Regions from separate parts of the Mus musculus genome. Here regions 2, 3, 4, 5, 6 and 7 are each linked to region 1. Evidence: chromatin contacts called from public HiCAR-type, HiChIP or PLAC-seq and promoter capture Hi-C data. All regions are on one chromosome and are shown on one strand. The core of a region is the stretch at or near the end of the contact, and the rest is flanking DNA. Distances in the headings are between cores, read along the strand shown. Region 1 holds the start of Pcdh17 (protocadherin 17). Region 2 overlaps Tdrd3 (tudor domain containing 3). Region 3 has its middle 41 kb from the start of Gm23278. Region 4 overlaps Diaph3 (diaphanous related formin 3). Region 5 overlaps Diaph3 (diaphanous related formin 3). Region 6 has its middle 36 kb from the start of Gm32969. Region 7 has its middle 46 kb from the start of Gm32913.

Region 1 (4,203 bases), core at 1,085-3,584:
TATGTTGAATTAAGCCTAATCAATACACCCCAGCCTTCCTTGGAATTGTTTTATTGTTTTATTTTTGCACCATAGTGAAAGTCAAAGACGTCTAATTACTATGCGATTAAAATAAGCTTAAAGTGGTCGTTTTTAAAAGGTAATTCACAGTGTTTCTGAAGATATATCTAAGAGCTACTGCTCTTGTTTAGCTTTGCAAAGTGCTGGTGTTTATCCTTAGAACTCAGGCAGGGTGCGAGGAGAGGGAGATACAAAATAAAAATTGATAAATGAATGTGTGAATGTGTGTTCACTATGCCATAGGCAGTTTCTGGTTATAAAGATTACAAGAATCAACTTCCAAAGCACATGCATTGGACCAATATTTCTAACCAGAGAGACATAAAGAAAGCTATGGCTATATAAGACTTTGTGGTTAAAGACAACTTAGCAAAACAGCCTTTACTTTGGCAAGACTGAGTCCTCTGTGGACTACAAACATATATGCTAAACAACCTATTTAGGGAAGACAAGAAAGGAACATTTTTGAATTTGAAGGTCTGACTAAAAAGATCTTCTCTTTGAATTTTTGAGCTGTTGGTCTCTCAAGGGAATGGTACATTTGGAATGAGACCAGACTGCAAAATCAGACTATATGTTATCTCCTTGAAGCTCTGGGAAATTAATAGCTCCTTGATCTGAACCTTTAAGCAAGTATCCCCAAAACAATATTCAGAGCATTCTTGTAATTGGTCTGGATTTGATTTTCTTTGAAATTCTGAATGATTCATGTTACATATTTTTATAGTAGTCATTCACAATTTATAAATGGCAACTTAACTTCAGTATTTATGAACTACAATCAATACTGTCGCAATCAAAATACTCACCTTCTCTATTTCAACGGATTGTTTTCCTTTGTCCCTCTTAACTCTGCTCCAGAACTGCTAGATCAGAACCAAAACTGATCGTAACTTGTGGATGTTTGTGAAAGCAGTTCAGACAAAAGCAAGCTTTGAGATTCTAAAGCTGGAGATGAGAAATTTAGAATGGGGGGGGGGAGGAGGAAGAGGAGGGAGAGGAAGAGGAGGAAGAAGAGAGAGAGACAAAGAGACAGAGAGAGAATATTTAAACAAACATCATTCAATCTGGTATAAGTTCTTGCCTAAGTTCAGCTTCTATGAATAGGAGACTTTATACATATTAGCAATGCTATTTGATTTGAAAAAAATATCAAATTGCTATTTGGAATTTTAGTAAGATGAACAGAAGTGAATTAGACACCAAAGCTAGGGACATTAAGGGACATTGGATTACCTTGAATGTGGGCTGTGATAGGAGATGGTTAAAAGGTAGAAGTCTAAACACTGTTCAACCAGATTTCAGTTTCATGGAGCTGCAAAACATGTCTTAAGAGAGGCTTGTTCCCTCCTTCGAGACACTGCCTCTCTCTCCACCGGCGTCTGCTTTTCTTCTGAAACACTTTCATAATCAAGTGACTTTCCTTGCATGGGTGCCTGGGGACAGCGGGGATTTCTCTGAGGATGAAGAAAGTTACATATTGATTACAGTTGCTTGCGGCGTGTTTGCTCCCGAGCTAGCTAGCACAGACAGATCTCTAACACTGCACTTTCCTGGCGTTCACCGAAATAAACATCCCACCGTGAGAAAACGCGTACATACACCACACACACACACACACACACACACACACACACGCTCTCTCTCTCTCTCTCTCTCTCTCTCTCTCTCTCTCTCTCTCTCTCTCTCTCTCTCGCTCTCTCTCGGGCGCGCGCACGCATGCGCGCGCACGCACCCACTCCGCACCTCCAGATGAGTGCACAAGGAGTCAGAAAATCCGCAACTCCCTTGGCCCAGTGTTTGTGTGTGTGTGTGTGTGTGTGTGTGTGTCTGTGTGTGTCTGTGTGTAAGCTGACGACGTGGGTTGGTGTGTGGACTAGAAGGCACCAGGAAGACCGCAGCTGCCTCTCTCTGCAAAGTATACGGTGATTCCCCACGCCTGGCTTTACATCCTATCCCCAGTTGAAATCAAATCACTGCCAAACTTTTCTCTTTCTAGAGGAAGACACCCTCTAAACACCAGGGCTACCACGGCTCAGCCCTGGGCGCCGCCGCCGAGACTTAGCGCGGGCTCTGCGGGCCTTGATGCTCTCCGGTCGGACTCAAGCTAGTCAATGACTCTAAAGAGCTGGGGCTGCTGGCCCCGCCCCCGCCTGCCGTTTCTCCGCCTCCCATTGGGCGTGGGCCGAGAAGGCAGGGTCTGGCTCCCCACGCCGATTGGCTGGCAGAGAATCAGTATCAATGTTTAAGCGGCGGCGTGAGGTGAATAGAGTCAGTCAGCAAGAGACGCTGGGGAGAGAATCCGGACTGCGAGCCCGGCGGCTGCCGCAGCGGAGGAGGGCGGCTCGGAGACGGTACTCCAACTGTTGAATTGAATTTTTCACCTTCCATTTCCTCCGCGTCTTGGCTGGCGGAGATGGATTTATTCGGTTTGAAACCTGCACGTCTTTCTCAGGCTTTGGGGTGATCCTGACAGGCACCGCACTAGACTGAAAGAGACCACTCGTGACAGAAAAAAAAAAAAGGAGGAATTAAAATTTAAAAAAAACCTCCACAACAGACTGCACAATTAGCTATGCACACCGATGCTGGACTTTGTGAACAGAGACCGTTGGGAGGAAAATCTTGAACTATGATCCTGGGCTAAGCTGTGAATCATTACTGGAAACGTGCCCCCACCCCTAAGACTGAGAGATTTGGGGGCATCTCACGCCTAACCAAGTGGAAAGGTTTTTTTTAAAAAACAAATAAATATTCGTAAGCAAAGCAGACGCCTTGTTTTGCAGAGCCTCGGACTCCGGCCGAAAGAGGTAGAGTAAAAGTGTTCCTGGATTCAGCTTTGCCTTCCTCCCCCCACGCTTTTTCTCGTTTTTCTTCCCCCACCCCCGACGTGATTCCGGCTTTTTTGTTGTTGTTGTTTGTTTTTTTTTTGTTTTTGTTTTTGTTTTTCCTATTGAGTGGTCAGAGAAAGCCTTAAGAAGAAGCCTCAACTAAGGACTGCGAAGGGAGGACCGTGAGGGGAGAGTGAATACGATTCGTTCCGCTGCTTCTGACTCATCCCGCAGATGAGAACACCTGCATTTCTGGATGTGTCATTCCCGTATACCGAGGCGCTGGGAGAAGCGGAAATAATGTGTAGATCAACCCGTGCCTAACCTCCCCTCGGAGGTGGAGGAGGTAGTTTCCCCGGGTGGGCGCCCTGGCAGAACCGCGGTGGCTGCAGCTCCTCACCCTCTCTGCCTTTCCCAAGTCGACCAGAGACCGTGTGTGAGCCAGACTGCAGAATGCATCACGCCAAGCCTTGATGTATTCCGTCGACTCTACTCCTCCAATTTAAAATAATAATAATAATAAGGGGGGAAAAAGCCTACACTGTTATTCTCTTCAAATATTCACCACTCTTGTTCCTCGCCAAGGTTTTCCTTTCTAGATGAAAAGGAGGCTGGGCCACTGGAAGGAGGTGCTGAATAGAAAGAAAAGAGAGCCACTTGACAGCCCAGCCCTGTGAATGCAGAGACTGTTTCCCTTCTAGCGAGAGACAGGGCAGTGTGTGTGTGTGTGTGTGTGTGTGTGTGTGTGTGTGTGTGCTAGGACTGGGAGGGTAGCTCCCTCCTCCTTTCTAGTCTGCCCTCCCCCCTCCCCCCCCCCCTCAAATCTGCACGTCTAACCATGAGTTGCCTGTTGATTTCCTTTCGCCTGGCAAGAAAAGCAAACTGGAATTAAACTGCAGGGAGAGAAGTCTTTGCTTGCTGGAAGAGGATGGGATGGTAGTGGCGGCTCCCGGATTGGCATAGAGACACACCAGAGTGTTCTACGAACAGAGGCGGAGATATATCTCTATATTTTTCTCCTCCCAATAGGCTCTCGGCGCAAATGCTGATCAGGCTGTGGCTTTCTTGATTTTGGGGGAGAACCCTCTCCGAGGAAGAGAGGGAGGAGCTTGGTAGGGGGAGGAAACTACAAATCGGGACACTTTTTTTTCCTCTGCATTTCCTCCCCTCCCTCTGGCTGCTCGGAAAGAAGAGAGAAAAAGAAGAGGGAGAGAGAAAAAAAGACTTGGCTCGGAGATGCAGTCCGCTGCCGCCGCCGCCTAAACCAGCAAGGCAAGATTAGATCTTTAAATGCAGCAATACACTGCCTGAA
Region 2 (4,203 bases), core at 1,276-3,775, 3.0 Mb after region 1:
AGGATAATTTAAATAAAACCTTTTTATTTTTGAGATAAATTTGATTGAGGTTTTCTTAAGGAAAATGAATTCTGCGAGACATTCCATGTTTTTGACTCCTATTCAAAAATAAAATTAATGGATAATGCCTTTGCTTTTGGTAGCAGTGCTATTTCTTCATGTGTTTTGCTTAACAATTAACTTTATTGGATGCCTCAAAAGTGGCCCATTAAGATTTAGCGTGGCCTCATTTTAAGTTAGAAGCAACCCATTTTAGGACTTCATTATGACTCAGCAATAGATACCTTAAAGTGTAAAGGCTTTCAAGAAAATGGGGGTGGAGATAGCCCAGTAAATGAAGTGACTTAAATTCAGATTCCTAGGATCCATATAAAAAGGTACATATGCAGGTACAGGTATATATGTACCCTCACAGCTGAGCCATCTCTCCAGCCCAGCCAAACAGCTGCCAAAAAGGCAAAGTCACTCTTAGAGAAAAAATATTTTATAATTATTGCTGAAGCATGTTTTAATTACAGCTTCATTCACGTGTTACTTAAGAAATATCACTAAAGTTAGAGAGCAGCTAGCATTGACTCTCTTATGTGTGAGTCTTCACAGAGCGTGTGCTGTGGTTTTTCTTTTTTTTAGTCTGACTTTTTCTTAGCTCTAATATATAAAGAATCTTTCAAAAGGAAGGGACGGATGAACAAAAGCTTAGCAAGAAATCAGGAAAACATGTAAGGACAGTTCACACACAAAGAAAGAAAAATGATTCTAAACTGAATAAAATAAGAAGTAGGAGTTGAGGGAGTGATGGGATGTACTTTCTCAGAAATCAGAAAAGGGGGCTAACTGGGTGAGGGGGAATCACCTGGGCGCGTCTGCAAGCTGCCAGCTACTTGGAATTCTTGCCGAAAGGTTTTATGTGACAAATTTTCTTTCTCACAAGTGTGGCAAAGGATTCTGGTTAAACACACACACACACACACACACACACATTGTTACAGAGTTTATAATAGAAAATTCATTATACTAGAGAGCTTGAGTAATAGAAATTTATTTCTCAAATTTCTGGAGTCTGGGACCTACAAGAGCCATGTGGTGGAGTTAGTGCCCGGTGGGGAGCCTCTTCCTGGGTTGCAAGTGGACTCCTTAATGTACCCTTACATATCAGAGGACAGGGAGAAGAGAACACGTGCAGTGTGTCTAATGGCATCAGTCGCATCAGGAGGGTTCCACCCCCATGAGCTAAGTAACTTCCAAAAGCCCTGTGTACAAATGCCAGCACACCAGGAGTAGAGTTTCAACACAGGAGCGGGAGGCAGACAAGCTGCTGGTTTCCCTGGCTGCCGCAAAGCTTGGCCTCACTCCTAGTGTGCTCCTTTCAGTTTGCCTGAGACCCTTAATGCATTGGTAGCTGAAAAACTGGAGTATGAGGAACTTTTCTCAGTTCTTTTGCCCGACTTCTTGTGTTTAGTAGGTGGAAACCTAGAATGTATAAATCATTATTTAGGAAAATTACCTGTGTCTGATTGTCATCTCGCTAAATATCATGGCTAATTCTGTTAGCGTAATCTCTTACTATTTTGTTTTTGTGGTTCTCTTTATCATCTCATGCTTTCTACCTTGCTTTTCCTTGTCTTTTCTGACCTGTCTTTTTAAGTCGTTGCTCCTTTACCTTGTATATCACGGTTTTAAGTCGTCAAGGTCTGTTTAAAGTAATGACACTTCATGAACAGTGTAAGGACTTTTCAATATAATGTTATTTATCTATTTCTGTCCATTGTCCTGCCATTGTTTAACAATATTTCTCATATCTAGTAGATATATAAGACCTTTATAATATTTTGACTTTGCCTGAAATATTCTAAAGTCTTAAATTTGTGTGTAATGTATGATGTAATGGTAGTTTAAAATTCTCTTATATATTTCTAAGTGAAAAGTTTTCTATCTCTGCATTTCCTTTTTCAAGTGCTTTTAATTCTTTCCTTCGTGTCTGAGCTCATCATGTAATTTGCTGAGCTGAATAAGTTCTTTCATTCTTTGTACTGAGTCTGCTACTAGTAAATCTCCTATCATTTACCTAGGAATCTCTCACTGATTGTATTTTCATACCTAAAAATACATTCCTTATTGTGGTCCTCTACAGATTGTAGATGGACTCTTTGCAGTATCTTATTGATATGATTTTACTTTCTCCTGAAATGAATTCTTTCTAATGGGAAGTTAGGGATTGCTTATTTCTTATCTCTTGGTCATGCTCATTTGTGCTGTCAGCACTGTAAGTCTTGGTCCTTGTCGTTTGTTTTCTGCAGAGGTGTGACAGTGATGTGTTTTGTTATAAAGGGCTTTGTATTTATTTACTGTTTGTTCAGCTCCTTTGTATTAGCTGGAGCCAAATCATTACTGGTTGCAGATGCGTTGAGTTTGGAGCCTTAACTCCCCCCCCCACCCCCCATGAGACCTGTGCTAAGCCTGAAACCATCAGAGGGAGGCTTTGTCTTGAGAGCTCAGCTGCCAGCTTTGAAAATGTGGGTGATCCTTATCTCTGAGTTTTCCTCCCCTGCTGCTTGAGAATTAGGCTTTTTTTGTGCCTAGGGATCTCTTTCAACCCTGTCATGTGCTTCTTAGGTTTCTTGTGGGTTTCCTAAGGGCCACTCCACCGATGACTGCTCAAGTTCTTGAGTGCCTAGAAGGACTTTTTAGTTCCCCTAACTTGTTTTTGGTATTTGAAGGTTTGGAGTGTCTAGAAATGTATGAAGAATGGGAGAGACAGGGTCTTTTACACTCATTTGCAACCAGAGTCTGAAGTGGTAAAAGGATTTCTCTTCCAACTATTGCGGATTTTTTTTTTAAAAGAGCTTTCTCTCTTATAGTGGCAAAAACATCATCTTTAAAAATTAGTGACTGGTCATCACTAATCTAGTAGTCATCTTCTACTAGAATTTAATTGTTCTTGAAATTTCCTTACATTCTATAATTTTTTACATTTAAAGTAGAATATTGATGTGGCTGCTTTTACTTGAGTGGTAAACCTAGCTTAAAGTCTTTGAATGTTCACCTTGTTCATTGTGTCACAGAGCTGGTGAGAAGGGACCCATGTGGTCTTGTAGCCAGCACTCTTATTTTTCTGATGGAAAATTATTGTGCTCTAGCTAGCAAGCCATATAAAAATTAGCATCTTCTTAGTTATCTGCAGTTCTTCACATTTTTATTTGGCATTTAGCATAGTATTTTTTATATTTTAGGTTTTTTTCTAAATAATTTTTACTCTAAGGTAGTTATCTTATTGTTCAGACTTTGAACTTTAAAAATACTTAGAAAAGACAAATTCTTCTTGTGGGTGTTAGTTATTTTATTTGTTTTTTTCCAGACACATAAATTATATGTAGGTATAAAGAATTTAATATGTTATATTCTCAATGTGAATATAGTAATTTATATAAAATGTAGATTAGTACTTATGAATAATGTTTCTGTTTAAATTGTTTTAAGTGGCCAAATATAGTGTTTCATAAACTTTGTGCCTTGATCATAGAAATAAGCTAATCTTCATCAGGGCTTTGTAGTAAGTAGTTAGAAATTACTAGCCATTCATTCATTTGAAAGAACATAAAGATATTAGGAGTAGTCTCCCAGGGACAGGTGCTAGCATATGTGTGTTTTAATATTTTTATAAATGATTAAAAAGTCAAAGGGTATAGAAAAATTTTATGTAAACTTTCTACCTTGTAAAATGCTAAATTCTGTTGCCAAATAAATTTATTAAATAAAATATAGAATAGTACTGGTTTATTTAAATGAAATACAGGCCAGGGCTCCGTCCCAGGCTGCTTCATGGGTTCTCCATGGGCTGGTGGGGCCAGTACGGGTACTTCTTCTTGTCCAGCTTGGCTTCTGGGAAGATCTCATTCCAGTCATCACTGGTCAGCTGGTCAAAGGGAATTGTGTTCCTCGTTTTCTCCAGCTGCTTCTCACACTCCTGGGTCCTGAGCTGAGGTCCAGACACAAACTCAGCACAGCTCTCCACATCCTCCTCTTCCTCCTGTCCACCAGGGCTGTGTGTTTATCCTCAGGCACAGGGATCTTCAGGGCATTATACTGCTTTCAAAATCATCCACCAAGCCAGGCTTGGCCACATTGGCCCTGTAGAAAGCCCAGTCAATCGCAGGTGGTTTCTCAGACAGACTAGCCGACCTGGGGTGGAAGGTCTCATTCCAG
Region 3 (4,203 bases), core at 1,195-3,694, 2.9 Mb after region 1:
GTGTCACAACTGACAGACAGAGGAAGTGCTGGACAAGGAGGGTCTCAGACAGAGCCCCCAGAAACATAAAGGTCCCCAGGGATGCAAGATCCTGAAGGGTTTCAGAAACAGAGAGAGAATGTATGCACCTGAGCATATAGAGAAGTGACCCGGAGCAAGGCAGGCTGGGAAGAGAGTCCAGATCTTACCAGCATTTCAAAGTACTTGAATTTTATATAAAATGACACGATACTGAAAGCTAATACATCTCAAAAACAAACACTTTTTTCAACATATTTTATTTATCATTTGATTATTATTAACAGTGATTGAGCCTTAAGATGTCACTCCGATTGGCCTGGAGTTCATTTCATAAGCCAGCCTGGCCTTGAATATTCAGAAATCCTCCTGCCTCTGCCTCCTGAGAGCTGGGATTATTGATGTGCTATTTTAAAGCCTCGCCAGGGTTTAAAAGTACTTTAAAGATCATTTCAGTTTCTGGGTTGCATTTTAAGGTTGAAACTTAATAAAAAGAATTAGAGGAACTCATTAGTAGATAATTGCTACCAGGTAGGCAAGAAAATGTGTCCAAGGAGAGAGCAGGAGTGGGAACTGTTATCTACAGTTGGTCTGATTCATACGATATCATCATTCAAAATCTTAGATGTTGCATAGTCAAATCTTTTCTAAACACTGCTAATCCTGCTCCCTGTATGGCTTCATACTGATAATAATTGATAATACTTTTTTGTATTTTATGCTAAGTGCAGGGCATCGGTGTCTCATTTAATTTTCCCTCTAACTCTATTGGTACAAATTCTAGACACTGATAAATGGAAACTTACAGTGGTTAAGTGACTGGCCCAAACATATGTTTCATTAGGGATCTCTAAGAAAACAGAATCAATAGAATGGAACTATATTGTAAAGGGGGTTTGCTACGGTGGTTATGTGATAGAGAATGGGCAATCCAACGATGGCTGCCTGTACACTGGAGGCACTGAAATTCCAGTACTCTATCATCCTTCAGGCTGGATGCCTCAGCAGAATAATATGGTACTGAAGTGGATATTAGCCCAGAAACTTAGAATACCCAAGATATAAGATACAATTTGCTAAACACATGAAACTCAAGAAGAAGGAAGACCAAAGTGTGGACACTTTGTCCCTTCTTAGAATTGGGAACAAAACACCCATGGAAGGAGTTACAGAGACACAGTTTGGAGCTGAGACGAAAGGATGGACCATCTAGAGACTGCCATATCCAGGGATCCATCCCATAATCAGCCTCCAAACACTGACACCATTGCATACACTAGCAAGATTTTGCTGAAAGGACCCTGATATAGCTGTCTCTTGTGAGACCATGCCGGGGCCTAGCAAACACAGAAGTGGATGCTCACAGTCAGCTATTGGATGGATCACAGGGTCCCCAATGGAGGAGCTAGAGAAAGTACCCAAGGAGCTAAAGGGAACTGCAACCTTATAGGTGGAACAACAATAATGACTAACCAGAACCCCAGAGCTCTTGTCTCTAGCTGCATATGTATCAAAAGATGGCCTAGTCGGCCATCACTGGAAAGAGAGGCCCATTGGTCATGCAAACTTTATATGCCCCAGTACAGAGGAACACCAGGACCAAAAAGTGGGAGTGGGTGGGTAGGGGAGTGGGGGGAGGGTATGGGGGACTTTTGGGATAGCATTGGAAATGTAAATGAGGAAAATACCTAACAAAAATACTTTAAAAGAAAAAAATATATGGTACTGAAGATCCGGAGGATCCCTGGATCACTGCTTGTCTTCAGTCTGGGTTCATATGAGAGAGTACTTGGACATCTTTATATCTGGGCTACTCCTGGAAGGTGATGGTCATTTGGGACAGAGTTGTCATCCTCCTTCATTAATCGTTCCATAAAATAGCCTTACAGACACTACTATAAGCATGACTCTTAGTTGATCTCAGACCCAGTCTAGTTGACAACCATTGTCAATCATCATATGTGGCTAATGAATAAATATCCTTGGAACTCAGTATCATCTATTTCCAAAGTTTGTGCTTGACAGTCCAGTATGACATACCGGAAGTGATAATATTATGTTAGAGAGCATCTAAAATGTCTCACAAGGACTCTTGCTTCCTAAAATCCATTTCCACATGGAATCCCATTCATCCCACGTGTGTAGTGTGGACCTGCCCACTTTGCATCCACAGTTTAGCTAACTGAACCCAGCAAATGTGAATGGCCTGCCACTCGGAGATTGAATTATAAAGCAGAAACTTTAGTGTTAGTAGCACTTTCCATGGCTGGCATTCTCTCGGCTATCTTGTTCACTTGCTCTAGTAAAGCAAGCTGCCATGTTAGGACTGCTCTATGAGGGGAATACAATGCCAGGAACAGAGGCCAGTAGCCCATGTAGAACTGAGTGCTGCCAGCAAGCATATTTGTGAGCACACAGGGGACCTTCCCCAGCCTGGGCTTGCATTCTCTACAGGCAAGCTGACACTTTGAGTTGACTTGTGAGACTGTGAGCAGTAGAGCTAATTAGGTGTTGTCCAGATTTTGTTGTTTTAAGATACCATGTTTTGTGGGGCAATTTGATGCACAGTAAGAGGTAACTAATACAAACGGTAATACAAATTTTAAGAATAACTCTCATAACCTCGTGTTTACGCAATCGTTTAATTTATTTTCAATGAAAAAAGTAGGTTTCAGAATAGGAAAATTAGAAAAAAATATTTCCCCTATCTTGATCTAAAATGTAACAGCTGCACACGAAAGTGCCATCTGCATTTTTAACAGAAAATCTGGTACTTATTCACCTGGTTTTCATTACCTTAATTCCCACCTCTCAGACCATTTGAAACATGGTACCTAGCAAGGGAGTCGGGTTCCCCTTCGTGCTAAGCTGTTAGTAGAGAAGCATGGTTAAACCATCTGGCCTGCTGTTTTCTAGGCCTCCAACTCTGGAGCAGCCAGTTGGATTCCTTCGCCTGTGCTGCGGCTTCCTAATCCCTGGATCAGTGCCCACTCCAAGAGAGGGACATGAGTTTCAGGCTGTCGATCAGTATTTTTGCCAGTTTGAGATATATGTAAGGGATACAAATTTTTCAGAATTAACATAAGACCAGAGCTCGGATTGGGCAGGACCACAAAGAATTTTTTTTTCTCAGAAGTTTTCCCAGAAGGAGCTAATTACTGTGGGAGAGAGTAATTTTCATGTCTGGCTTGAATAACTACAGAAACAACAAAATGCAAATATTTTAAAAGGGATGGTGAAAATTAAAGGAAGAAAAACTTCTGATTTCTCTCTCTGAAGGGCATACCCTAAGAAAAAATAGTCACAGAGTATATGTATGCCTTCACGTGAATCAATGGGGGAGAGAAACAGGACATAAAGTAAAACCAATTTATACATTTTTATATGTAGTTATTGAGTATCTACTGTGTGTCAGGAAAGACTTGAATGTGCAGGTTATGCTACAGGATAAGACAAACCCAATCTCTTCTCAAAAATACCTAAGTGTTAGTGGGAGAGACAGATAAGTAAAAGCAAAAGCAATAGATCAATAAATAATTACAGGTTGTGATAGGGATGGAAAATAAGACCCAGGAGTTTGTTTGTAATGGATGTTCAGAAAATACTAGTTGCAGACCTACAGGAAGAGTAGCTCATTTGTGTCTCTCACAGAGATCTTTCCAGATAAACAGGACAGCAAGAACAGTAGCTTGAAGGAGCATGGAATGTTCCAGAACAGTCAACATTTGCTGAGCTTGGTTGAAAGATGAGGCAGGGACAAGGGCCAGATCATCAAAGGCTTGTAAACTGGAAGACCTGGGTTTTCATTCTTAGCTCACGGTGGTTTACGGTCCAGCAGCATTCTATAATTTGTTCCCAGAGCATGACTGTAATGGCTCTGTGGTGACAAACAAGGAAGGGACCTCGGAGTAGGTGATTAAACTGCTTCAAGCCAGAGATGAGGTGGCTGGGAACAGAGTAGTCCAAAGGAAGGAGTTTTGGAAATAAAAAGCAAAGGCACGTGAGGTTGAGTTGGTTATGATGTAGAAATATCATGAATGAAGGGAACTTTGTGTCTTGTGATTGAGGTATGAGTACGAAAGCTGCTCAGTGAAGGTCTGGTGTCAGGAGACCTTTGCAATGCAAAGTCTGAGATGCTTGAGAGACAGTTGGGTAAAAAAATGTAGACTAGGGAATCAGAGTTCA
Region 4 (4,203 bases), core at 682-3,181, 2.3 Mb after region 1:
CTTTTGCCTGCTACCAGGACCCTTTCCTACTGGATTGCCTTACCCAGCCTTGATGTGAGGATTTGCACCTGGTCTTAATGCATCTTGCAGTGCCATGTTTGGTTAATGTCCGTGGGGGTAGAGACGGGGCTGAGAGTGGATCTGGGGAAGGGTGGAGGAAGGGGAAGCTGCAGTCAAATGTATTGAAAAGAAAAATCCAGGGGCTTGTCCTTCACTAGACATTCCCTAAGAACGGTACCTTGTTTTAACTATTCTACCAGATAGAAACTAAGGGCAACCTGTTGCACAGTTCTGCATTGTAGGCCCTGGCTCACAGTTATTAGCAGTGCTTATAGTGCTATCCCCAGAATAAGGTGGCTAGGAGTTCTACGTCTCTCAGAGTGACTCCCTTATGACATTTGAGTGTTAGGTACTCTATGACCAAATATGCTTCATCAGACAAAGTTTCAGGTGTTTTTCCTCTCTGGATATAAGAGCAAGGGTGGGCTGGCATAGCTAGTCTGTGCTGTGAGTCCGTTCTGCCAGGAATCATCTGGTGTACTGTTAAGTTTTGTCTCGCACGCACACACTCTCTGTGCCTGGGGTGCGTGGGTGTTCTAGGCTTCATTTGTTCCTGGAGCTGAGCACTTGTAGCTGGCGCACCTGACGCCATCTCTCTCCATTGACTGAGGCATGAAGAATCTTCCTCACATTCTGAAGTTGTTATCATCTGTCATGCTGAAGAGTCAGTGTTTGGAAAGTGCAGACTAATTTTAAAGTAAATGATTTAATAAAATAAGCCTTTATCATATAGGGATTAGGAATATCTAAAATATATACACATATATTTTACAAAGAAGTAGTATTATTTTAAAATATTCTTGTCTCACTTAAACTCTAGAAGTGGAGAATACACAAGTCTTAGAAGTTGCAGCAAGTCTGTTTCAAACATTAGGCTTTCCTCCCTGCGCTCTATCTTATCTTTAGCTATTATTGGGTAATCGGCATACCAATTTTGCCCGAAACTAAACAAACATTAAGCTGATAGTAGGAATCGGCTTGATGTAACAGTTCCACAATATTAGTTCTATTCAATTTTAATAGGATGTACCACCAGGCTGTTCAATTAGAAAGTAGATAGGCTACATTTTGCCTCAAAAACTACCTCAAAATTTATTACTGTGTTTATATAGTTCTGGTGGAGTAAAATTTAAAAATCCCACGAACTAACCATTTTATGGGTCAATACAACTTTAAAGGGAAGATATAATAGCATAATCATAACTCACATTTTTTCCTTAAAATTATGATGATTATTCTTCCTCAAGTGCCTGTAGCAATTAGGTTTCATGAGGAATTACTACTTGCCAGGTTTAAGCACATTTTCTCAAATTGAGCTAGCTTGAAAGACCAAGCAATTGGTAGACATCACTATATCTTTTATTTTCCAAAAGGAGTGAGCTCACATTTCTGCTGATTTTCAGTTTCAGCTCATTTCTGGCAGTTAAATAATAAGTCTCTAAAAATAAGGGCTTATGAAGAGAGGGGGAGTTACCAACACAGGCCGAATCCAATACCTAAGTGAATGGCAATTGGTTGGTTGTGACAAAATGAATATTTTTACCCTAGGACACAGTAATACAGTTTCAGATGGAAATAAGCATAACCATCGATCTATCTCCTATAGCCTCCGGGCATTCTGATATTGAATGGAGGCCTGGATGAACAGGTGTTATGATTTGCCCAGCACCTACCTCTGAGGGGCTGGTGTCAAATTAATCTTCATGTCATCAGTGCCTTCGCAACAGGTCTTAAGCAGTCTTCTCTCCCTCTAAGTCCCAGCTCAACAGTTGTCAGGGTCTGAGTCAAGCTGTGCTTCTGCCCACACAGTGGCACTCTCAGCACTGTAGGCTGCTCGCATGATTTTTTAAGCAGAGCAGCCGGTTGCCTTCAGCAGCAATGCTTTTGGGGGCACTCCGTGCTGTTCACCCAGTGTCTCTGGCTGCTCTACAACTGTGCTAGTTAAGGGATCGACAGAAGGAACAACAAATGGCTACAATTAGCATTCGCCCTGCTCCCGCAAAAGAATTTCATTGCTATGGCAACAGGAGTTACCCAGACAACACAGGGCTTTGGCTTAGAACAGTGTAGTGCATTGTACCATGTACAGAACAAAATAGCCATAGATCAGGCGCTTTCTTCATGGCACAGAGATCTCTGCCATCATATTTAAGTATAATTTACAATAACTGACTTCTGAGTTTGCAGAGCTCATCAAGGTACTGGCAGTTACGAAATGTCATTGATTTATCGTTTTGAAATTTCAAAAACAATTAAAGAATGATTGTTAGATCTTGTTCATATTGTCTTCAATTTTAAACAGCACCCAAGGCAACCAAGTCTGTGTTTGCTGTCTCACTGCTGCTTACAAATGCCCTTTTCCTTCTGCCAGCTCGATGATATAAATGTATGTAACCTATGACTAATTAATACGCATTTCCCCACATCTGGATATTCAGCCAGGTTCCAAAAGCCTGTAGTTGCAGTAGGAAGGAACAGTGTATCCAAGCAACCTATGGTGAGAGCTGCAAGGCTGGGGGTCTTCGAAATCACTTAACATCAAACAGGAGAATAGCTATCACACTCTTTTTGAAGGAGACTTTCAAAGCAACAAAGTGAGAAGTCCTTGAAACCCGTCTAGTGCTAATAGTGTAAGTAAGATGGAAAAAGTCATGTAGATGGCTTAAGAATGACTTACCCTGGCCATTGTTCCACGCCTCCGCAGCCCAGCTATCTAGCTGTATGGGCCTGTGCTTCTCACAGGTATCAGAAGCATTCTTAAGGAAGTAAAGGCGAGGATGTGTCTCATAAGAAAAGCACAACAAGGCTACTTGGCATAGTTTTAGCACATGCCAGTTATCTTTCTGAAATCTGTAAAACTCAGGTATTTCCAGAAGACCGTCTTTTTCTCAGTGTCCCTGTCAGCAGGAGAATCAATAGTATCATTAGGAAGAGCTCACATAGACTGAGTGCAAGTGCGTCAGTGTGGCGTGGTGTAGTTCTCACAAGTCCTATAAAAAGCAGGTAGAACTGATGCCCACTGATGGTTGCTTTCATCTGCGGAAACTGACGTGCAGACAGAGTCAGGATCTGTGATTACCAAACAGCAAAGCTGTGATTCAAAGGCAAGTCAGCTCTGTAAGGTTCGGCTTCTTTGAACACACATTAAGTCATGTTGTAATTTTAACGCTTCAATCTCTTTTTCACAACTTCAGTACAAACTTTATAATGGGAAAAAAATCTAAGTGGGAAAAAGCAAGGTATCCGAGAAGCATACTGATGCTAATTTGATCGTTCAAATGCCTTGGGTGTTTATCTAGGGATGCAGGTGATTAGGGCTGAAAAGGGAAAAACTGAATCTACTGAGCACATTGGTTTTGATGGGGTCCAGGATGCCTGGAAACAGACTGGCAGGCAGAAGTCTGCATTTATTAAGCATGCGTTCAGCACTTGCTCTCATGAATTCAAGAATATTTTAAAAAGCGATCATTTCACTAGTGGTAAGCAGCTGCAAATGGAAGGCACAGATATTTGAGTGTCTGGCACAAACGAGTCGGAGTTTAAAGCGCTATCTAGATAGATCAGATCACAGTGTGTTACTTCAGCTACATGTGTGTTGAAGACAAAAGTAAAAATAACTTTAGGGTTAAATCCATTCTTAAAAGATAGATAAAAAAGACCCATTAATATGCTTCATATTACTCTCAGTGCAATCTACAGGTGACGTGCAAACACTTGATTTTCCTAGTAAGTCCAGGGTGTATAATTTCCATTCTTCGAAAGCACTGGATATTATGTACACAGTTCTAATATACAAAATCAAAGTTTTTTTTTCCCATAAATTACACTATTTGGTGCAAAATGGAAAACAAAGTTTCTTATAATTGCAAAAATGCTACGTTAATACAAGAGCAAAATCTCACTAGTTTTCATTATAATGTTATTTGGGATCTGAAGTTACAGTATATGGAAATGTTTTTATTCCTTTGAGCAGCAGTAGTGCTGAGACTGAGACAGGGAAAGAGTAAACCGTGAGCAAGGCACAGCATATCCCTTCACAGCACACTGCCCGAGGCCCAGTGCTTCCAAATACCTACATTTTTATTTTGACCATAATGAACCTTGTCAATTGTAATGAAATAAACACAGTGAAGCTGCGGCAGG
Region 5 (4,203 bases), core at 846-3,345, 2.2 Mb after region 1:
GAAAGAGGGAAGGAGACTCTGTCTTAGAGGTACAGTTACCATTCTCACCTTCAAATATCTTGAGTGAGTGAGACACATTTGTGACCCACCCTTCCTTCCTTCCTTCCTTCCTTCCTTCCTTCCTTCCTTCCTTCCTTCCTTCCTTCCTTCCTTCCTTCCTTCCTTCCTTCCTTCCTTCCTTCTTTCATGGGGGCGGGGCTGGTGATGAACACATTATATTCATGAATAAATTAGAAATGAAAGAAACTGAAAAAAAAAAAAACGATCCAGTGAAATCTTCGGTTTGAGTAAACTGTAGTCCCTTGTTCTGATTCTTGAGAGTTCCAGAAGTTTCTCTAATTTTGCTACTTTCTGAATACAGATCTCATGTGAGCAGGTGTGGACACAGCAGCACATTGAGTGCCAGGTGACTCCTCCTCAGAAGTGGTGACCAACAAGAAAATTGAGTCCATGAAGCTATGTGGATTACTCTAGTGACAACTGTGGGAAATAGCATGACCAATGAAAATTCATAGTCTCAAGTTCAAGTGGCACCTTGCCATTATCTGAGTGATGGACAGTTGCTCTATTCAAAGGGTGTCATGGCTATTCTAGAAGTAGTTAATACAAAGTAATTGTCAACTAGGATGGAAGGATGACAATGTTGTTGGCTGTGTGGATAAAGAACAATGTCCTGGAGCTACAGAAGGCCTAAGTAGCATTTGGCTCAGGGATTTTTAATATAAGTATGAAGAAGGTCAAGAAATGCATTTTTTCTTTTTTAATTATAAATCTCACTTTTATATGGAACCTATATGAGGGGCAATGAAACCAGAGATGTTAAAGTAAGTGTCTCCTTTGTTCTTTTTGTGTGATAAATGCAAACTTATATTTAAAGTTAACACTTCAGTAGCCACAAGTTGAAAATCCCCAAACTGTATGTAGCACTCTGGCTTTATGCCATGGTTGCTGAGCTGAGTGTCAGGAGGAAATAGAATAAACTAAAAAAGAAAAAAGAACAGCTTTGTGATGTCTAAAATCTTTTCTATTCTGAAGTTCTGTGTTTGTATATAAAAAGAATAAAAAATAATGTGATAAACATTTACTGGTTAAAAATTTTTATAGAAGAAATAGCATCTTCCCCTAAACACGAAGCTCAATTACTAGGTCTTTCTTTTGAAACACAGGAAAATGTCACTACTCTAATTTCATACAATTATGGTTGCAGGGCAGTTCTTTCAAAACTGTAGGCTTTATTTAGGATCTTGGAGATGCCATATAGCTCCTTAAAAAAAAAAAATCTTACAGTGTAAGAATAACACCACCAACTGTATCTGTTCGAATTTACACTCCATTTAAGAAGTAAAGTGCACAGGTGGCTGTCAGGCCAAAGAGTTCTGAGCTCTGAAGGAACAGGCAGAGAAGCACTTCAGGCTTTTCATGGTTTAATCGTATTTAATAAACTTAAGAATGTTTTCCCACTGAGATAATGTATTAAAATATACTCACTGACAAACAGGGTCTTCAGTTTTCAATGTATTCATCTTATACACACATTTACTTTGTTATAATGAAGATAATCTCCGAGTTCCTTTGGGCAAGAGATACAGAAAGCTTTGTGGATGATCAGGAAGCTTTTTGCCTGGCTCATGTCTAAGAGTTTACTTTACAGACCGGGAAAGCACAGCCTACAGCAGATCTTATCATCACATGGTGTCGGGCAAACGTGTGCTGCAAACAAAGAGCTGCAGAAACAGTCTTCTGAAGTGAACAGACACCGCCCAGCAGTGACAAACGCAGCGAAGACCAAACCTTTCAGGATCCTGAACAAGTGATTGTGTATACAACAGTATCAGCTTAGAGCAAGGAGATGCTGGGGGTCTGTGCAAAAGCACCAGCCATTGCTTTTTGTCCTATTTGGTTGGGATTCCCTGTAAAGAGTGAGTCTAGACCAAGAGGCAATATTAAAAACAAAAGGTTAGAGATCATCATGGGACATTAATTATGCAAAAGAAGGCAAACTGAATTTAATCAGAAGCGGCAGACTCAGGGCAGGAAGAATTTTCTCTTTTTGACAGAAGCAGTTAGGAAAACATTTATGGTAATACCGCAGCATCTGCTGATTACAGGCAAAGCTGCAGGACACCAGTGTTAAATCACTGAGCCATCCTGACAGCTCCTGGGTACTCCAGTCACATCGACAGCAATTTACAGGGAAACTCATCCAAGTCTGAAAATCAGCCAACATGCTTAAACCAGAAAGAAGTAATTCAGATCTGACTTCAAAGGAATTATAGCTGATAAAACTCTGATATAAGCATTGTCCTAAATACACCTACACAGCACAGGCATGGACATGCATGTACACACGCACATACATGCACACACACATATTAACACTCACTTTAGGTTTATTAGTTAGCTTAGTGATCAGCAAAGTTTATTGGAAAGATTTTATGAAGTCAAACACACAGGAAGTAGAATATTAACTATTTTGGCAAGAAGTCAGGGTGAAAGCGGATTCCTCCTCCTGGCACTTCAAACTTAAGACCTGAGAGGACTTGGTGCATAGAGTGATCAGAATAATTTAAAAAAAAATAGCCCTCTAACTTCCTGGCTAAGCAAATATGGATAAAATAAAAAGTTTAGAGAGAGAAAGAATGCACAGCAAAGTAACAGGTTCTTTAGCAAACTGCCTCTAGCCATGACAACCACATGCCATTATTTTATGGTAATTAAGATTATAGAATGCTACAGATATTAAAATTAACTCAAACATGTGGGTGTTGCATAGAGGTTTCTAGTGACCAAAAGCATACTCGTACTTAAATTTCCATATCTGACACCAGAATCCAGAGAACAAGAGTACTAAAGCCTTCTGAGACTAACATGTACAAAAGTAAACGCCTCATATTTTATCAAAAATAAACACCAGAGATTTTCTTCCTCCAGTTGCTTTGGGAGTCCAACTAAATATTATTCATAATATGAGAGAGTAAAGAGGAGGAGGAGGAAACAAAAACTTTAAATGACTATTTTGAAAGAAGCCATTGACACTCTGGTCACAAGGGATAGAGCTATTGTCATGTTTTTCTCAGCCAGACAAATGGTTTCAAAATATGTTTACTACAATTAGTCACTAGTACAATATTCATCTGAAAATTTAAAATATGAGCTACTTTATTCAAATTCTTTCCCAAACACTTTAGAAATGCCTTTGCACTTCTACTTAGATATAACCCATGGATGGTAAACCTGCACTGGGTAATTAAGACCACTGACAAAAAAGAAGACAGTAACTGAAAAGGTGAAAAACTAGCTCGATTGAAAAAGCCAACCTAAAACAGTAAGTTCACACATAATTGAGTAATAAATCAAAATGAGTTTATTGAGCACCTATACATATCAGTCACAAAGCTAGGGACCATTGAACATTTAGGATGCTTTTGGATGCTGTGGTCGGTTTGAAAGGAACCAGACAGAGACACGAGGAGAACTTCGGCTGAGTTTGGTTTAGTTTTACTGACTTGTCAAATGTGCACAGAAGACAGAGAGGAGAGGAGAATTTTAGAGGGGTGAGGTCCGCCCAGATGGCAGGCCCACACCACCATTGGCAAGCTTTCATTTGAGCTCTGACGTAGCAATGGAACAGTCAGGTCAAAGGTAGCTTGCAGGGAGTTCTACCTGAGAGGAGAGCTACTAAAAAGGTTGGAAAGGTCTCATTTTTATGATTCAGGCTAAACAGCACTTTATGCAAATGAGCATATGTAGACAAGGGACAATCCTGCACTCTAAGTTGGTGGCTGAATGTGAACCTTTCTGTAGGTATTGGACCGTGTTGGAAGTGTCCCACACAAATGTTGGTGGCTGAATGTGAACCTTTCTGTAGGTATTGGACCATGTTGGAAGTGTCCCACACAAATGCTCTGTAGGTATTGGACCGTGTTGGAAGTGTCCCTCACAAATGCTCTGTAGGTATTGGACCGTGTTGGAAGTGTCCCACACAAATGCTCTGTAGGTATTGGACCGTGTTGGAAGTGTCCCACACAAATGCTCTGTAGGTATTGGACCGTGTTGGAAGTGTCCCTCACAAATGCTCTGTAGGTATTGGACCGTGTTGGAAGTGTCCCACACAAATGCTCTGTAGGTATTGGACCGTGTTGGAAGTGTCCCTCACAAATGCTCTGTAGGTATTGGACCGTGTTGGAAGTGTCCCTCACAAAT
Region 6 (4,203 bases), core at 800-3,299, 2.0 Mb after region 1:
ATTTGCAAGCTCAGGCCATCTCCGGGATGCTGGGAGTTTCCTCTCCTGTCACCCTTTGTTCCTTCAATCCTAGAGGGATCCTCCAATCAGACAGGAAATGTGTGGCAGCCCATCTGTGTCTTGTTGCAGGAAGAACAAGTGTTGCTGAGTCTCCTGAGCTTGAACTCACACATTCCATCTCCTAAGAAAGTTTTTTAAATAGTCCTGAGTAATTCAGTCCTTTGTTCTCTAGACCAGTTTAGGGCACAGTCTTCAGGGATGCATTGGCTATAAACTGCTGAGTTGCATACAGTGGGCCCTAAATCACACATCTTTCGGGGAGGGAGCATGGTATGAATATTTCTTCAGCACAACTTTTGGGATGATAGTCTCTGTTTTTAGCTCATAGCATTAGTTCTGATATGAATTATGACAATCTATTTAATGGTCATATACTAGCCAATAGCGTGAACATGATCTAATCACATTGACACTAAGGGACTTAGAACTTTTCCTTTCAAACATAAAATACCAGCAAAATATTTTTAAAATAATAAGTCAAAAATCTATGCATATCTCTATGTCAAGCCGGGCATTCCCTGAGTAAACTCAGATGGTGAAAAGTATCTAAATGAACTAGTAATCATTCATTCACTTTCATCGTTAATAATTCATTTGCGTTCTTGTTGAGATGGGACTTAACAACAAGAAAGTCGGAGGTGCTGAAAGAGAAGAGCTGTGGGTTCAAACTGACAGCAAGAAGCCTGAAGGAACGCAGATATGCCTCTGGCCAGCATGGCAATGTTGTTCATAAGCTCAGCATAAGATCACTGGCTTCCCATCCCAACCCTAGGCAGTCTGTGAGCTAGAGTTTGCTGAGCTAACAGGGTCTTGCGTTTAGATCCTGCTTGTGACCTGAGCCAGGTACATTTCTACCACTGATCAACAGCACAGGTCACAGTAAAGAGCAGCCTTGAAGGGACCCATGACACCTCCCACAGCTCTGAGAGTGGGATGGTGTGATGAGCTGTAGCTTGGTAATGAAGACTATCCTGGAGGTAAGGCATTGAAAATGTGACCTCCACTTCATATATGTGGGTTTTCAAGTAGAAGTCAAAGATCTCCTCTCCACAGCATAACGCCAAGTGAAAAATTAAACAGGCTATCAGTACCAGCCTGGTCTGTTTGACCAGGGGAGTCTTTGATTATGGTGTAGATGTTTTCTTGACTCCTACATTCAAGAGCAAAACAGCCTCCATGCTCCTGTGGATTAATGTTTTTGGATACATGTCTGTGGTATGAAAAGCTTTAGCACATCAAACACTGATACAGGAGCATTTACCCTGCAGCAATGATATAATCAACAGAATAAACTCACAGGTTATTATGATTCAGATCAACAAGATAAAGTCCTTTATTTTCCAAATAAAGATATAACATTACTCTGCCGGAGCAAAACTAACTAAAAAGTCATCATCAGGAAAGAGCTTAGAACCCGCCCAAATAATTTCTCCTGAACCATCTCTCTGTCTGAGCCTCCCTCCCTCTCCTTTGTTTATCTTCCATTGTCTACAGTCGCCAGCAAGTAAACATCAATGCCTAAGCAGGAACAAAAGGAAACAGAAACATATATTTATGTAAACTTGTATTGATTCAACTAGGAAGGAACTCAGCAGCTTTCGACTTCCGAGTCACAAATCATTATGATCAGAAATGCCGATGTGCCAGGAATACATGAGAGCTTTCCCCCACCATCACCGTGAGGGCCCGTTGTGTAGCTGTAGTTAAGCTGGGAAACATTAAAAATAGTTTTCAGCCTCCACTTCTCCTGTGTTATTTTGGGGAACGGAGGACACAATGGTTGAGTCCTGGCTCATGCATTCCGCTCCACGTTCAGTCACATTTGGAAAAATCCAAGGGAGGCCACATCACCTTTCCAAACATGAGAAAACTCTGTTCTTCCCCAAGATGACCCGAAATGTTCTAATTATTGGTTATTCCCTCTGGTCGGTGATGCAGCCAACAAGCGCGTAGAGTTCAGTGAACCCACAAGCGCACAGCTGTTATCTTTGACTTGTGGCCAAAACAAAAATTGGAACAGAATTTACCCAGACAAGTGTAAAGGCTTCTGTTTAAAGCAGCTATTTTCTAAGCCAGATAAACAGCTTTGAAATGGAGAAGAAATGAATCCTTTTCAAAAATGCCTGAATCAAAGCGAGGTCAGCGTGCTGAAGACAAGATGTTAACGTAGATTGGCCACATGGATGCGCAGGCTCCCAAAGCCTCCACTTCCCTGGACTTCTTTGGTCAACAAGTTTTGTGTTTCAAAACCAACTTTCATCATTTGGCTATGTTTATTAGTTCCTTCAAGGGATACAACACAAACGGTCAACAAACTGCTCTGGGGGAAGCTCCTGCTAGCCAGCCACTGCATGGACCAGTGGCCTATTTTGGCCAATGGCATCAGAGTCTTCTGTGTGGAAATCCAGAAGAGGAAAGAAAACAAAGCAGGTTCCCTTTGAGTCAGTGTTTCTGGCCTTGGAATTTCTTCGAAGAGACATTAGCAAGTGCCTCATTTTTTATAAGTGGCAGAGGGCCTGGTAAGCAATGGCTGGTGGGAGAAACAGGAGGAAATCGCCCTCCTGTTCCTTACACAAACACTGTGTTCCTGTGTTAATCTGGCAATCCATCTTGCGATCACCAAACAGCACCGAGCGAGGAAGCAATTCACACTGCAATAGTGCTCCTCCGAGCTTTTCATAGCTTGATGCCTATTGCAGCTGCTTATATTGTACCAGCAGGTGGGTATAAAATAGCAGATTCCAGAGCCTACGGAAGCCGTGTCCCAGGGTAGAAGAGGAGATGATTTTTTTTCCAGTAGAGTGAATATGCATATCAATGTACCTGAATGGAGAGCTGGGTCCTGGTGAGCTGTCATCGGCAGCAAATCCATCTGCACTTCCATCTCAAGTGGTCTATTTCTGCGATAACAAGGCTTCTGCAGCAAAGGGTTGAAAAGCCTGCTTTTCTCAATTCCTGCGGGGCCGGCAGACCACATCTACAGTGCAGACAGCCTTGAGCCCAACAACTTCCCTTCATTTCCAAATTCTCCCTGCACTCTTCATTTGCAGCAGTCATAAAAAATAAAAATAAAAATAAAATAGAATCTCATCAGTTTTGAAGTCCTGGCTTTCGTGGATAATAAGCATCAGGTAGCCAGACAAGAAAGCTCGCTACTAAATGTAGGTGGCCATTCTAAAAATCCTCCGTCATTAAGGCAGTCAGCTGCATAATTGGGGTCAACTTCATACCCAATGGGCAGGGATAGTTATCAGAAGTCCATCAAGCAAATGGATGGAATGTCTCAAACCTACAAGCATCAGGCTCTTTCCAAAATAACAAGAAGTGACAGCTGAAGTCATGCTTAACAGAATCGGTTTTAAAATGTGAAATGGGGTTTAAATGTGGCACTGCCTTCCTATGGGGTGTGAATGAGGTTCAGAATCCAGGAGCAGAGATCCCTAGTAAAGCCAAGACCCTTGCTTTGTCATCTGTTTATGAGAACTAGTTATCTCTAGATAATACTTGAAAGAATGATGACGTGTGGACAACAGACAGGAGAGCCTTAGTGAACTTCTAAAGTGGCAGAAATGTTGTTTACCTGGCCGTCTGTTTATAACAGACAAGCAAAGAAATTATGTCTGCACTCCTTTTCAGTTCCAGAACCATAGATACTTGTTACTTGTTCCTTCTAAGAATTCATTGCTTTTTTTTATATATACAATTTTTTAATACTTGCGGGCCAGCACATATTTTCTGCAAAAAACCACAATGGGTTAAAAGTGTATGGATCACTCCATCTCTGTCACAACTACTTAACTCTGACATTTCACTTTAGCATGCTAGGCAACCACAGTTAATGAACAGCAAAATCGTGTGGCTGGGTTCAATAAATTATATTTACAAAATAGATTTAGGGTTAGCTCTAGGTTGTAGCCACAGTTTGAGGGTCCCTTTCTAAGATATTACATCTTGTGCAAGTCCCGTGAATTTTTATTTGCTTTCCTATATCTTGATAACCTGCTATAGATTGATGATTCTCTGATTACTTCATATTTCCAATGCCTGTGTCCTTGGGCTGGCCTCTCCTACAATGAATCTTATGGATGACATGAGTCTATCCTAAGGTTTTCTGTTGAAGTCCTGGCCCCTAAGAATGAAATC
Region 7 (4,203 bases), core at 722-3,221, 2.0 Mb after region 1:
AGAGGAGTACAGGCTAGCTATAGTCATCCTTGGGACTGGGCAAGAAAGAAACACCTGTGAGAAAGCCTGCAGAAAGCACAGGCTCACCTGGTAATTAAACAGGAAGTACTAGGCATGGGAAATGCACAGAACCTGAGGAAAAGTGTGTCTCTGAAAAACATAAAGAAAATAATGGGTTAGGAAGCCCAGGAATCACAATGACAATGGAAAGTTAAGAATAGAGCAGCAGTATACTTGCTAAAGCAGGCTGATGTATGGTATGCAAATTTATCGCTGTCTGGCTTGTCCCATAGACTCTGCCCATTTTTTCCAAGATTTTTTATTAGATATTTTCTTAATTTCAAATGCTATCCCCTTTCCTAGTTTCCTCTCCGAAAATCCCCTATACCCCCCCCCCCCCGCCCTGCTCCCCAACCTACCCACTCCTGCTTCCTGGCCCTGGCATTCCCCTGTACTGGGGCATATAATTTTCTCAAGACCTATTCTGCCCATTTAAAGTGTTGTCAAAAGAACCAGCTCCAGGGGGGAACTAGGAACATCTACGTCAACAGGAGCTCACACCTCACTCTAGACTAACTATGTCAGAATGTGCAGTTTTATGAAATCCTCCGGTAGGAGGTCACAGGCACCTTAAGCGCCAAGAACACCACTATCAACAGTGTAGAGCCACTGAAGGTTTCCAGTGGAGAGGACTGCAGAACCATGCCTTCTCAGGTTTGCTTTTTAGTTGTATTCGCCCAAAAGCGAAGTATGATCTGACAATATTGCATGGAGATATTAAGGAATGAGGAATTCCTGAGTTTTATGGCAGTCTTAGGATCACGGTGCCATCCCTTGCCATCCTCTGCCCTGCTTGGAACAGGCATCCCTTTCATCCAGTCTGCTCACACTGTGTGAGCCGCTTGCCTACCATGAGCTAGCTCAGTCACCACAGTAATTCTTCAGTGCCAAGGCCCAAATGTTCAAATCACTTTTACGGAACACTAACCACAAAGCAGAGAAGCACTAATTCCACTGATTGTGATATTTGTAAGAGGAAGCCAGAGGACACTTCCTTGAACTGAAAAAGAAGAGAGATATTTTGAAGAGACACCACACCCATTTAATGCCTCTTGCAGGGAGGGTAGTGTCAGAACACCTTTACTTACACTAGCTATTGTGATACCCTACTGTGCTGAACTGTAAATTAAACTTCAGGGTGAGTGTGTGTTTCTGTAGGAAATGAAGTATGCACACTATTCAGTATCATCCATAACTCTCAGGAGCTCTTCGGACTTGGAACATTCCGCCTCTCTCAGAGGAGACTACACAACTCTTACTTGTGCTTTGGACACATACATTTGTGACACACTGTGGAGGAGACGGAAGAAGGCCATTTGGTGGGCAGCTCTTCTATGGCCAAATCTTTTATCAAAATGCACACATCTTAGATGATATTGTAGTCAGCTACATCATATCTGACTCTGATGTAGTTAGAATATGAATTCCCTTAATGAGACCTATTTGTTGAAAGGAAAACCAGATTGCAGGCCAAAAATAACTTTAAGTCACTATCTAGAATCTATGTAAACAGGTCGTTTCATTTAGATGGTTTGGAATTTTCAAAATTGTTTGAAATCTGAAAAACCTAGACCCTGTGATATGGGATGATATGATTAATCAGACAGGCTCAATGGCCTCATTCCAGAATAGTCTCTAAAAAACTCATACCCTCCCCCGGCTCCCCAAACACCCATTTTGAGATAGCCAGGATAATTTTCTTCATTTCCTGCCCAGGCAGCTGTGGAATGTTGTAATTCATTGTTAGACAGCTGCACCAATGCTCCTTAGAAAAGGATACATCTTGTCAAGGATACAGTTATTCTCAATTTTTGAGTTTATTTTTTTAACACCGCAAGTACCCGCCAGATGTAGAAATAGTCTAGCCTGAGAAGCCTCAAAGGGAAGCCGGATCTAACATGTGCATCCCCGCTTGGAGGTCAGTGCTACAAATACCCTCACCAGGTCGCCTGTAATCTTCTCTGCTCCAGCAAACAGTCCAACCCACTCCTTCTGGAAAATCCTCTGGACTCCTCAAAATAACTCCTTTCTCGCTGAGTAAACTTTAACCCTCTCCTGGAAGCAGATAAGAAAATGCATCCCGGAAGTGAAGAGGAGTCAGTTTTAATCCTCAATTATCTCCTCTCTCCTCATCCACCAAACAGCCGTGTTAACTTCTGATCTTTACTAGGAAGCTGTGATGAGAGCGAAAGAAAAACTGGAAGATTAAAATCTCTCTGCGTCAAAAGCAGAAAGCAGACTATGAGATGGGAGGCTGAGAGGCAGTGTGGAGTGAAAACAGGAATAATAGGAGTGGGGACTGTAGACCAGGAGATATTAGCAAGAGGAGAGGGCGGTGAGGGAGAGAGGGTGGCGAGGGAGAGATAGAGAGAGGGAAACTAACAAAGTCCACAGATGTATGTATGTGAAGATGACAGGAAGAAATCCATCTCTTTGTATGCTAAGCAAAATAATAATAATGATATACTTCAAGGGATAGAGATACTCACATAAGAATAGAAATTTCCCTCAGATAATGAGAGACATGACTTGGAAGATTCCTAGGATCAGATATGCTTTGAATCAATAGTAGTGTCATGAGAGAACTAAGACATTAAATGACAGAGGAAATGGCTATTAGGTCGAGGGACATATGTTTAATATGTTCTAATGTCAAGGTTTGTAATTTAAATATCATGAATCACAAACAGGAAAATTACGAAGGAAATTTTTCTACTCTTAGGGTTTCCTTTGCTTTCCAAATAATTTGATATTTTACCACTATTTCGACTTTTTGAGGTATGTTAGAGTGGGGGAAATGGACCCTGAAACAATTAAATTATTCCCTTGTTCCTTTCAAGAAATTTGTGTTTAATAGCTATTTGGAGAATGTCTCCCAATAAAAGTTCCCATTTCCATTTCAAAATATCTAATACTTATTAAATTTCGACAAGTACCAGCCAAGCTATCCAAGAAGTTCACGCAATCAGTCATGAGACTATCACGTTCCCCAGATAGAAAGGGACAGAGAGGCTGTCCATGAGCAAAGCCAGCAAGTTCAAGAAATAAAAGAATCAACTAAACTTGTGCAGTCAAACATCCCTTTGAGAACTTCTGAGTACCTGGAGCCTACTTAGCACCTTGCTGGGCAGAAGCAGCAACAAGGAAAATCCTGAAGGCCAAAGCCCTTCTCACAAAGCTTGAGGGAGGCAAGGGAAAGACATCTGCCACATAGTTTTAGCGATGTAACTGCAGCAGCCCCAGTAGAGCTCAGGAAAGTCAGCAATTCTCCCAGTTCGTTGTCCTTAGAAGTTACTTCTTTCCCCCAGTGCCATTCACGGTGCTCAGCGCCTTGTTAGCATGCTTTACCACTTCTCTGTATTCCTGGATCGTGTTTCACTGTTGCTTTAGGTTTTTTTGTTTGAAAGCTGAGTCCTACTTGGTACCTCAGCTTGGCCTTGAGCCTTGAGGGAGGACAGCATCTGTCTGAAGAGCCTAACTCTCAACCAACACATGTCCATCCAGACTATAAGCAAATAGAAATAGAACTGTACATATCTCTCTAGATAGGTCACGTTGAGCGGCAGACATGTTCCTGAGGTCCTTGCCATGATAAAGCCCAGCCCCTGCTCTTGAATTAATAAAAGGCATTCAAAAGTAAGAGGCAATCTCTTATGAAGGGATTAGAGATCCTAAAAATCTGACAGAAAATTAGCATTGTACTCTAGCCATATCATTATATATGTTTCTTCTCTTAAGTTCAACACTGAATTTAATTGCATCAATTAAATTTTTTGTCTTATCTCAGATTATATAATTAGCTTGAGCAGATCTCTGCTTTCCCTATTGTTCTTTACCAAACTTCACACACACACATACACACACACACACACACACACACACACACACACACACACACACACACACTGCTATTTTTCTGAATTGTTTTTTTTTTTAATTACACTTAAGCATCCATACTGCCCCTAGACTGACAGACTTCAACAAAACTAATTTCCCATCCTCTTATCAGAGGTCGGTAGTGAGGCAGCAGCCACATGGAAACTATTTATAAGCTGCACAGGGCAATGAAATGCCAGAAAGTAAAATTGGCTGTCTTAAAGATTTTCAACAGACATTCTAAATCCCAGAGCGATTTCTTTTCCA

The links. Promoter capture Hi-C pulls out the DNA fragments that hold promoters and counts their contacts. HiCAR-type assays count read pairs that join an accessible place to other places. HiChIP or PLAC-seq counts read pairs in DNA pulled down with a chosen protein or histone mark.
Region 2: an H3K4me3 HiChIP or PLAC-seq map of embryonic forebrain shows a contact between it and region 1, with 10 times the contacts expected there. The contact joins the enhancer-like site here to the promoter of Pcdh17 in region 1. A contact is called at or near these places in 12 of 39 promoter capture datasets (the 3T3-L1 cell line, the C10 cell line, cranial neural crest and 7 more), 1 of 15 datasets of contacts at CTCF or cohesin (large pre-B cells), 7 of 484 Hi-C or Micro-C datasets (B cells, the N1E-115 cell line, brain and 4 more), 2 of 115 datasets of contacts at active chromatin or transcription factors (embryonic forebrain and embryonic hindbrain) and 2 of 9 other capture datasets (embryonic stem cells and liver).
Region 3: a promoter capture Hi-C map of second pharyngeal arch cranial neural crest shows a contact between it and region 1. The contact joins the enhancer-like site here to the promoter of Pcdh17 in region 1. A contact is called at or near these places in 15 of 39 promoter capture datasets (the 3T3-L1 cell line, 3T3-L1-derived adipocytes, the C10 cell line and 10 more), 1 of 15 datasets of contacts at CTCF or cohesin (stem cell-derived epiblast-like cells), 39 of 484 Hi-C or Micro-C datasets (B cells, CD4 T cells, CD8 T cells and 24 more), 10 of 115 datasets of contacts at active chromatin or transcription factors (SST interneurons, VIP interneurons, astrocytes and 7 more) and 3 of 9 other capture datasets (adipose tissue, embryonic stem cells and liver).
Region 4: a HiCAR-type map of astrocytes shows a contact between it and region 1, with 9 times the contacts expected there. The contact joins the enhancer-like site here to the promoter of Pcdh17 in region 1. A contact is called at or near these places in 3 of 39 promoter capture datasets (embryonic stem cells, hippocampal neurons and second pharyngeal arch cranial neural crest), 3 of 484 Hi-C or Micro-C datasets (cerebral cortex and cortical neurons) and 5 of 115 datasets of contacts at active chromatin or transcription factors (astrocytes, embryonic forebrain, embryonic limb bud and 2 more).
Region 5: a contact with region 1 is called in a promoter capture Hi-C map of hippocampal neurons, with 12 times the contacts expected there. The contact joins the enhancer-like site here to the promoter of Pcdh17 in region 1. A contact is called at or near these places in 7 of 39 promoter capture datasets (the C10 cell line, cranial neural crest, frontonasal cranial neural crest and 4 more), 2 of 484 Hi-C or Micro-C datasets (cerebral cortex and neural progenitor cells) and 8 of 115 datasets of contacts at active chromatin or transcription factors (astrocytes, embryonic forebrain, embryonic limb bud and 5 more).
Region 6: a promoter capture Hi-C map of hippocampal neurons shows a contact between it and region 1, with 18 times the contacts expected there. The contact joins the enhancer-like site here to the promoter of Pcdh17 in region 1. A contact is called at or near these places in 5 of 39 promoter capture datasets (cranial neural crest, hippocampal neurons, maxillary cranial neural crest and 2 more), 2 of 484 Hi-C or Micro-C datasets (cerebral cortex and ventral hippocampal neurons) and 8 of 115 datasets of contacts at active chromatin or transcription factors (VIP interneurons, astrocytes, craniofacial prominence and 5 more).
Region 7: an H3K4me3 HiChIP or PLAC-seq map of fetal liver shows a contact between it and region 1, with 21 times the contacts expected there. The contact joins the enhancer-like site here to the promoter of Pcdh17 in region 1. A contact is called at or near these places in 8 of 39 promoter capture datasets (cranial neural crest, frontonasal cranial neural crest, liver and 4 more) and 4 of 115 datasets of contacts at active chromatin or transcription factors (VIP interneurons, craniofacial prominence, embryonic forebrain and 1 more).

What each region holds. Positions count from the first base shown.
Region 1 is chr14:84,441,229-84,445,431 of GRCm38.p6, forward strand. It overlaps Pcdh17 (protocadherin 17), which reads left to right and starts at 2,335. Exons shown (of 4, transcript NM_001013753.2): 1 at 2,335-4,203. It overlaps Gm32498 (predicted gene, 32498), which reads right to left and starts at 2,176. Exons shown (of 4, transcript NR_168882.1): 1 at 1,297-2,176; 2 at 870-1,008.
Region 2 is chr14:87,437,391-87,441,593 of GRCm38.p6, forward strand. All of the region lies in intron 1 of Tdrd3 (tudor domain containing 3), which reads left to right. It also overlaps the pseudogene Gm33121. Among named protein-coding and RNA genes, the nearest start is that of Tdrd3, 23 kb to the left of the region's middle. Within about 2 kb of position 2,526, at least 42 of the 459 cell types and tissues checked have an H3K27ac peak or open chromatin away from gene starts, as enhancers often do.
Region 3 is chr14:87,303,292-87,307,494 of GRCm38.p6, forward strand. No RefSeq gene overlaps it. Among named protein-coding and RNA genes, the nearest start is that of Gm23278, 41 kb to the right of the region's middle. Within about 2 kb of position 2,445, at least 7 of the 459 cell types and tissues checked have an H3K27ac peak or open chromatin away from gene starts, as enhancers often do. A contact at or near this core is called in craniofacial prominence, embryonic limb bud and second pharyngeal arch cranial neural crest, where this site is marked.
Region 4 is chr14:86,747,085-86,751,287 of GRCm38.p6, forward strand. The region is part of intron 27 of Diaph3 (diaphanous related formin 3); the gene reads right to left. Among named protein-coding and RNA genes, the nearest start is that of Gm33025, 45 kb to the right of the region's middle. Within about 2 kb of position 1,932, at least 110 of the 459 cell types and tissues checked have an H3K27ac peak or open chromatin away from gene starts, as enhancers often do. A contact at or near this core is called in astrocytes, cerebral cortex, cortical neurons and 5 more, where this site is marked.
Region 5 is chr14:86,682,981-86,687,183 of GRCm38.p6, forward strand. The region is part of intron 27 of Diaph3 (diaphanous related formin 3); the gene reads right to left. Among named protein-coding and RNA genes, the nearest start is that of Gm33025, 110 kb to the right of the region's middle. Within about 2 kb of position 2,096, at least 18 of the 459 cell types and tissues checked have an H3K27ac peak or open chromatin away from gene starts, as enhancers often do. A contact at or near this core is called in hippocampal neurons and neural progenitor cells, where this site is marked.
Region 6 is chr14:86,487,667-86,491,869 of GRCm38.p6, forward strand. No RefSeq gene overlaps it. Among named protein-coding and RNA genes, the nearest start is that of Gm32969, 36 kb to the right of the region's middle. Within about 2 kb of position 2,050, at least 33 of the 459 cell types and tissues checked have an H3K27ac peak or open chromatin away from gene starts, as enhancers often do. A contact at or near this core is called in VIP interneurons, cerebral cortex, forebrain and 3 more, where this site is marked.
Region 7 is chr14:86,466,275-86,470,477 of GRCm38.p6, forward strand. No RefSeq gene overlaps it. Among named protein-coding and RNA genes, the nearest start is that of Gm32913, 46 kb to the left of the region's middle. Within about 2 kb of position 1,972, at least 14 of the 459 cell types and tissues checked have an H3K27ac peak or open chromatin away from gene starts, as enhancers often do.